Linked DNA regions of Mus musculus: region 2 is linked to region 1. A link is a contact called in public Hi-C data. All regions are on one chromosome and are shown on one strand. The core of a region is the stretch at or near the end of the contact, and the rest is flanking DNA. Distances in the headings are between cores, read along the strand shown. Region 1 has its middle 7.2 kb from the start of Scaf11. Region 2 holds the start of Slc48a1 (solute carrier family 48 (heme transporter), member 1).

Region 1 (2,700 bases), core at 84-2,583:
TGTCTTGCCTCAGCATGTGGATCTGACTTAGCAAAACTCCATGCGAGTCTATCTCTGCTGACATCACATTGTCAGTCAGCCCCAGTCTGAGGAAGTGGCCAAAAAGCTGCAGCAAGCCACAGCACACCACCAGAAGAGTTTTGTTGTTGTTGTTTGTTGTTTGTTGTTTGTTTTTGTTTTTGTTTTTGCGCATTTCTCTCTATGGAGTTCCCGAAAAATGGAGCTCAACTCTGCAAGGCAAACCAATACCTGTGTGTTGTTAACAAAGAATCCTTCATCACGTGTCCTTTCACGTGCTTACTTTAGCAAATATCCTTTCACTTGTGTCTGCTTCAGCCAAACATTCCCTCACAAGTCTGCCTTAGCCTTTTCCCTGTGTCCGCTTCAGGAAAACACTCCTTCACGTGTTTGCCCCAGCAAAACGCCATCCAACACAACTGACTTTCCAAAGAACCCTTAAGTTTCCACTTCAGGAAATGGAAGAGGCAACTATGGCATCTGTAGATGAAAGATAAACAGAAACCAGATAGAATCAGAGTTTACTGGAACTCGCAGTGTAATCCCAGAAAGGGATTAGCAACACCCATGGGTCATAGGCAACAAAATTAGTGTGTTTCTCCCTCAGTGGTGAGGCACATAGTCTGGGTTGGCTTCTAATTATCACTAAGTCAAAAAGAGCTTAGTGAACAGACCAGCTTTCCTGTCCTTGAGACAAGGTGAGACCAAGACACTAATAACAGAAACTGATACCCTCCTATCAGAATCTGTCCAGACCACATCCATCACTCACACAATTGGCCACCCAGCCACTCAAACCCTGGTCTCTGTATAGACTTAGGAGGCAGAATCTCTGCCGTTAGCATCCCAGTGTAGAATGAGAAGGCTCCTTGTCAGGTATTTCCTTTCCAAACCTTAAGAGGGCTTGTCAAGAGCTGGAGAGGTGGCTCTAGGTATTAAGGGAACCGACTACTCTTCCAGAGGTCCTGAGTTCAATTCCCACCAACCACATGATGGCTCACAACCATCTGTAATGGGATCTGATGCCCTCTTCTGGTGTGTCTGTGGAGAGCAACAGTGTACTCATATACATAAAAATAAAATAAATAAAAAGTCAAAAAATACTTTTAAAAAGACATTTAAAAAAAAAAAAGAGGGCTTCTCAAGAGACCTATCTTCCTTAGACCTTAAAAAAGCTCTTCCTCGAGAAGCCAATATTTATTTATTTATTTACATCCCAAGTGTTGCCTTCTTCCTCCCTCACTCCCCTCCCCTTTGCTTCTGAAAGAACACTCTCACCCCCATTCCCCTTCTCTGGGGCATCAAGTCTCTCAGGATTAGTCATATCCTCTCCCACTGAGGCCAGACGTGGCAGCCCCCTGCTGCATATGTGCCGGGGAGGCTCATCTCTCTGTCAGAAGGATTTGATCCATTTTGCTGTCCAGGATACGGCAGTCGTTCCAGACCTCTCTGGGCTCAGTGTTAGGCATGGGGCCCTGGAATGTTTTCAGTGGATATCTCTCCTACAACCTCCCCACTGGCCAGGGAGGTCTGAGTCCTATGGTATGTTTGGGATAATTTCACTGGGGGCCTCAATATATCCAGGTAAGAAAGTTATAGACCACCACACATAGAAGGCCAAAGTAGAGTCTTTTATATAAGCCAGTGACCAAGAGCAGGCTACAGCCTCAGGACAACCCCTGGCATGGAAGTTCATGGTTATAATGTTTACAAGGGCAAGAACCACAAAACCACAAGGTCAGGTGTAAGTGGGGAGAAACTGGTAACATATTTGCCTAGACTATACAAGCAGCAGGTTGTTTTGGTTATGCACCTGCAGGGTCACCAAAAGTCTGGAGAATATTGCAGAGGTGGCTATGACTGTTCAGGGGGTGAAGGCCGAGAGCAGGAAGCAGGCACAGATGGAGTCAGGGTGGGATCAGGACAAAGTAACAGTCCTTCCGTCCCATCAGTGCCCATTCAGAAACACAGGCATTTAAAATGTATTCCCTCTTCACATCAATCCCTTTCATTTTTCATTTTTCACTACAACTAAGTAAAATAGCTCTGTGCATTACAGCGGTGAAACCAATGAGGAGTGCGGTAGACTGTTGTGTGGTGATTCCCGACACGGACATTATTGCTAAGTTGGCATCCTGTATCTTACGTTATTCTGTGTGTAGCGGATGTGCTCATTTGGAAGTGTGTGTGTATTAATTTTAGGGACGTTAGAACTGTCATGAGAGGGATGGGAAGAGGCTAATAGTCTTACAAACCAGCACGTAGCTGACTCAGGTGTTGGAATGACAATCATGTATGGGCATAAGGCTCATGGTCCACAGGGGAAGTATCAATAATATTCCATTTCCCACCACTGTTTAGAGTGGAAAGCCTCTTCAGGTTTCTGTCCTTTCTCCTGTCTTTATCAAAGCTTTCTGTTGCTTTTCATGCTTCATCAGCTATTGCATCTTTAGTTTTCTTTCTGGAAAGCATCTAACTGATTTTTCATAGTTTAGAGTCTACCATGCTTAGCAGTTGCTCTATTCTGGTATGTCTGAACAAGATAGTGCTCAAAATATGAACCAAATCATCAACTAGCCTGCACAAAATTGAAAGAGCAAACATAAGGGGGGGATTTTCTCTATGAAACTAATCCTGAAGCTACAGGGCTCAGCCTGTGCGCTACTGCTGAAAGAATAGATA
Region 2 (2,859 bases), core at 28-2,527, 1.3 Mb after region 1:
CTGTGTAGCCCTGGCTGTCCTGGAACTCGCTCTGTAGGCCAAGCTGGCCTCGAACTCAGAAATCCGCCCTTCTCTGCCTCCCAAATGCGGGGATTAAAGGCATTTGGCACCACTGCCTGGCCAACGATCACTTTTTAATTTAATAAACTAAAATGGTGGCAAACGTGTGGAGCAATCTTGTGCTGTGTGTATAACTTTTGGGAAGGAAACCCACTGCTTCGAAATATGGATAGAAAGATTTTTTTCCCCTTATTTTGGTCTTTTGAGACCGGGATTCTCTGTGTAGCCCTGGCTGACCCCTGTAGACCAGGCTAGGCTCCAACTCACCAAGATCCACCTGCTTCTGCCTAGTGAGTGCTGGGATTAATGGTGAGCACCACCACCACCTGGCTGGTAAAAAGAATGAATATGTTAATTGTTGTTATATTATTTTAGATTTTTTTTCAAGTTTTATTTTACTTATTTAATTTCGGGCAAGTTGGGGAATCAAACTAGCTCCCCAGATCTGTTTTCTTGCCTCGGCCACTTCCCAATTGCCAGGATTCCACGTGTGGGCCATCATGTGCAGTTTTATGGGTTTTCCTTGTTTGTTTTGGTTTGTGACTTTTGTGACTGGGTCTAGCTTCCCTCGAACTCAAAGAAATCTGCTTCCCTCTGCCTCCACCTCTACCAGTGTAAAGGCATGCACCACCACAGCTGGCTAGTTTCTATAGCCTTAACTTGTCCTTTTAATGAGTTTGAACTTCCCATTCAAAATTTAATCCCAGAACTCAGGAGGTAGAGGCAGAAGGGTCTCTATGAGTTCCAAGCCAACCTGGCCTACATAGGGAATTCCAAGACCGACAAGACTACGTGGAGACACCACGTCTCAAAAAAAAATTCAAAAGTATTTTAAAAATTAAAAAGTGCTCATTGGGGCTGGAGAGGTGGCTCAGCGGATAAGAGCACTGACTGCTCTTCCAAAGGTCCTGAGTTCAAACCCAGCAATCACATGGTGGCTCACAACCATCTGTAACGGGATCGGATGCCCTCTTCTGGTGTGTGTCTGAAGACAGCTACAGTGTGCTCACATATACAAAATATTTTTAAATGATCATTGTAGCCGGCTCCGGTAAAGACGGTATTTCTAGGCCAGCCAAGGCTAGATAGGTGGCGTTCTGGGGATGAGGCCAGGACCCTGCCCTTCCACCAGGGGTCGCCGGCCTTTGCCAAGCGGCGGTGTCGGGAGCGGCCTCCGGCCGGGGAGGGCGCTGTGCCGTTGGCACCGGGGGCGGGCTGGGGGCGGAGCGCCGGGCGGCAGCGGCTCTGGCTCGGGCTCGGGCTGGGGCTGGGGCTTGGGCTCCAGCTCGGGCCCTGCACCTGTGACTCGGCGGCGTTGCTCCTCCGCTGCCCCATGGCCCCGTCCCGGCTGCAGCTCGGCCTCCGCGCCGCCTACTCCGGCTTCAGCTCGGTAGCCGGCTTCTCCATCTTCTTCGTCTGGACGGTGGTCTACCGACAACCGGGGACTGCGGCGATGGGGGGTCTCGCAGGTATCCCCGGGGGACGCGGGGTGATCGGGGCGGGCTGCGCGCGGCGGCTGCGGTGGCGCTGCCCGGGGGTGGGAGCGTTGTTTACTCCAGAGAGACTGGAGACAGCGCAGGCCCGGGTTCCTGGGCAGTGCCCGGGCCTCTGGGACCTGGCGCCTTATGAACGTGGCGGGACCTAGGGTGCCCACAGCCCGCCCCTGTGGTTCGCACAGCTCTGCGGCTCCAGGGCTGTTGCGTCCCCCGCACCCTGTGAATCTACCCTCCACCCCGTGTCCACTAGAGCGTCCTCTGCGCGCCCATCTCCTGGCCACCCTCGCTCCCTCAACACGCACACTGTGCGGGATTACCGCATCTCTTATAATAAGTGGGGTTCGTGGGGAAACCCATCAGCCAGCCCCCTTCCAGCCCCAGAGGCCCTCTGCCGAGACCAGGACTGTACTGTGGACCCGGTGTCACTGGACATTCCCTTTACACCTGTGTCCATCTGCTCTGGTCGGAACCAGTGGGAATCTGCTAATCCCTGAGGGACGAGGAGGTGGCGAAGGCCCAGCCGTGCTCTCTAATGTGTAATTTTGGGTCACGCCGTTTAGCCTCTCTTGTGTGAAGGCCAAATATATTATTTACACGTATTATCATCATTTAATATTTTTTTGCTGGGCTAAACAAATCTACTCTCCTTATGTCATCTAATCCTAATAGTAGTCCTCTGAAGTAACATTATTTGTGCCCATTTTACAGTTAGAAAAAAATCAATCGAGGCTTACGGTAAATAAATAATGTGTCCAGGGTTTCAACAGCCACACGATGTGCCCCCAAGATGGCTCAGCCTTAGCCTGGCCGACCCGATTTCCATCCCTAGAACTCAGAAGGATTCAGGTTGGCATGCTAAAGGCATTAAAAGCCCTATGGAGGAAACTAACCCAACAGTACGACAGCCACATGAAGTAATATGTATGGCGAAAGTATGTGTAAGGAAAACGTTTTAAGATACAACATTTATTCCATGGCTAAAATCCTTGGCCAAAGATCTAAAAATGGAGTAACTCGAAAGAATTAATTTATGCTGGGCAGCAGTGGTGCATGCCTTTAATCCCAGCACTCGGGAGGCAGAGGCAGACGGATTTCTGAGTTCAAGGGCAGCCTAGTTTACAGAGTGGGTTCTGGGATAGCCTAGGCTACACAGAGAAATCCTGTCTCAAAAAACCAAAACAAATTCACTCATGGCCTCTGAATGCACCAAGTGCCGTTCTGAGAGAGAGAGAGGGCCGGAGGTGGGGTTTCTGCCTTATCAGAGGGCATGCACGTCTCCTAAACCTAAGGCGTGCCAAGCAAG

The links. Hi-C and Micro-C count contacts between places; a contact is called where the count stands out from the background.
Region 2: a contact with region 1 is called in a Hi-C map of B cells, with 5 read pairs. The contact joins the promoter of Slc48a1 here to the enhancer-like site in region 1. A contact is called at or near these places in 2 of 39 promoter capture datasets (hippocampal neurons and pre-B cells), 1 of 484 Hi-C or Micro-C datasets (B cells) and 1 of 115 datasets of contacts at active chromatin or transcription factors (pancreatic cancer cells).

Annotation. Positions count from the first base shown.
Region 1 is chr15:96,466,703-96,469,402 of GRCm38.p6, forward strand. No RefSeq gene overlaps it. Among named protein-coding and RNA genes, the nearest start is that of Scaf11, 7.2 kb to the left of the region's middle. Within about 2 kb of position 1,334, at least 24 of the 459 cell types and tissues checked have an H3K27ac peak or open chromatin away from gene starts, as enhancers often do. A contact at or near this core is called in B cells, where this site is marked.
Region 2 is chr15:97,783,088-97,785,946 of GRCm38.p6, forward strand. It overlaps Slc48a1 (solute carrier family 48 (heme transporter), member 1), which reads left to right and starts at 1,278. Exons shown (of 3, transcript NM_026353.4): 1 at 1,278-1,529. The coding sequence starts at 1,394.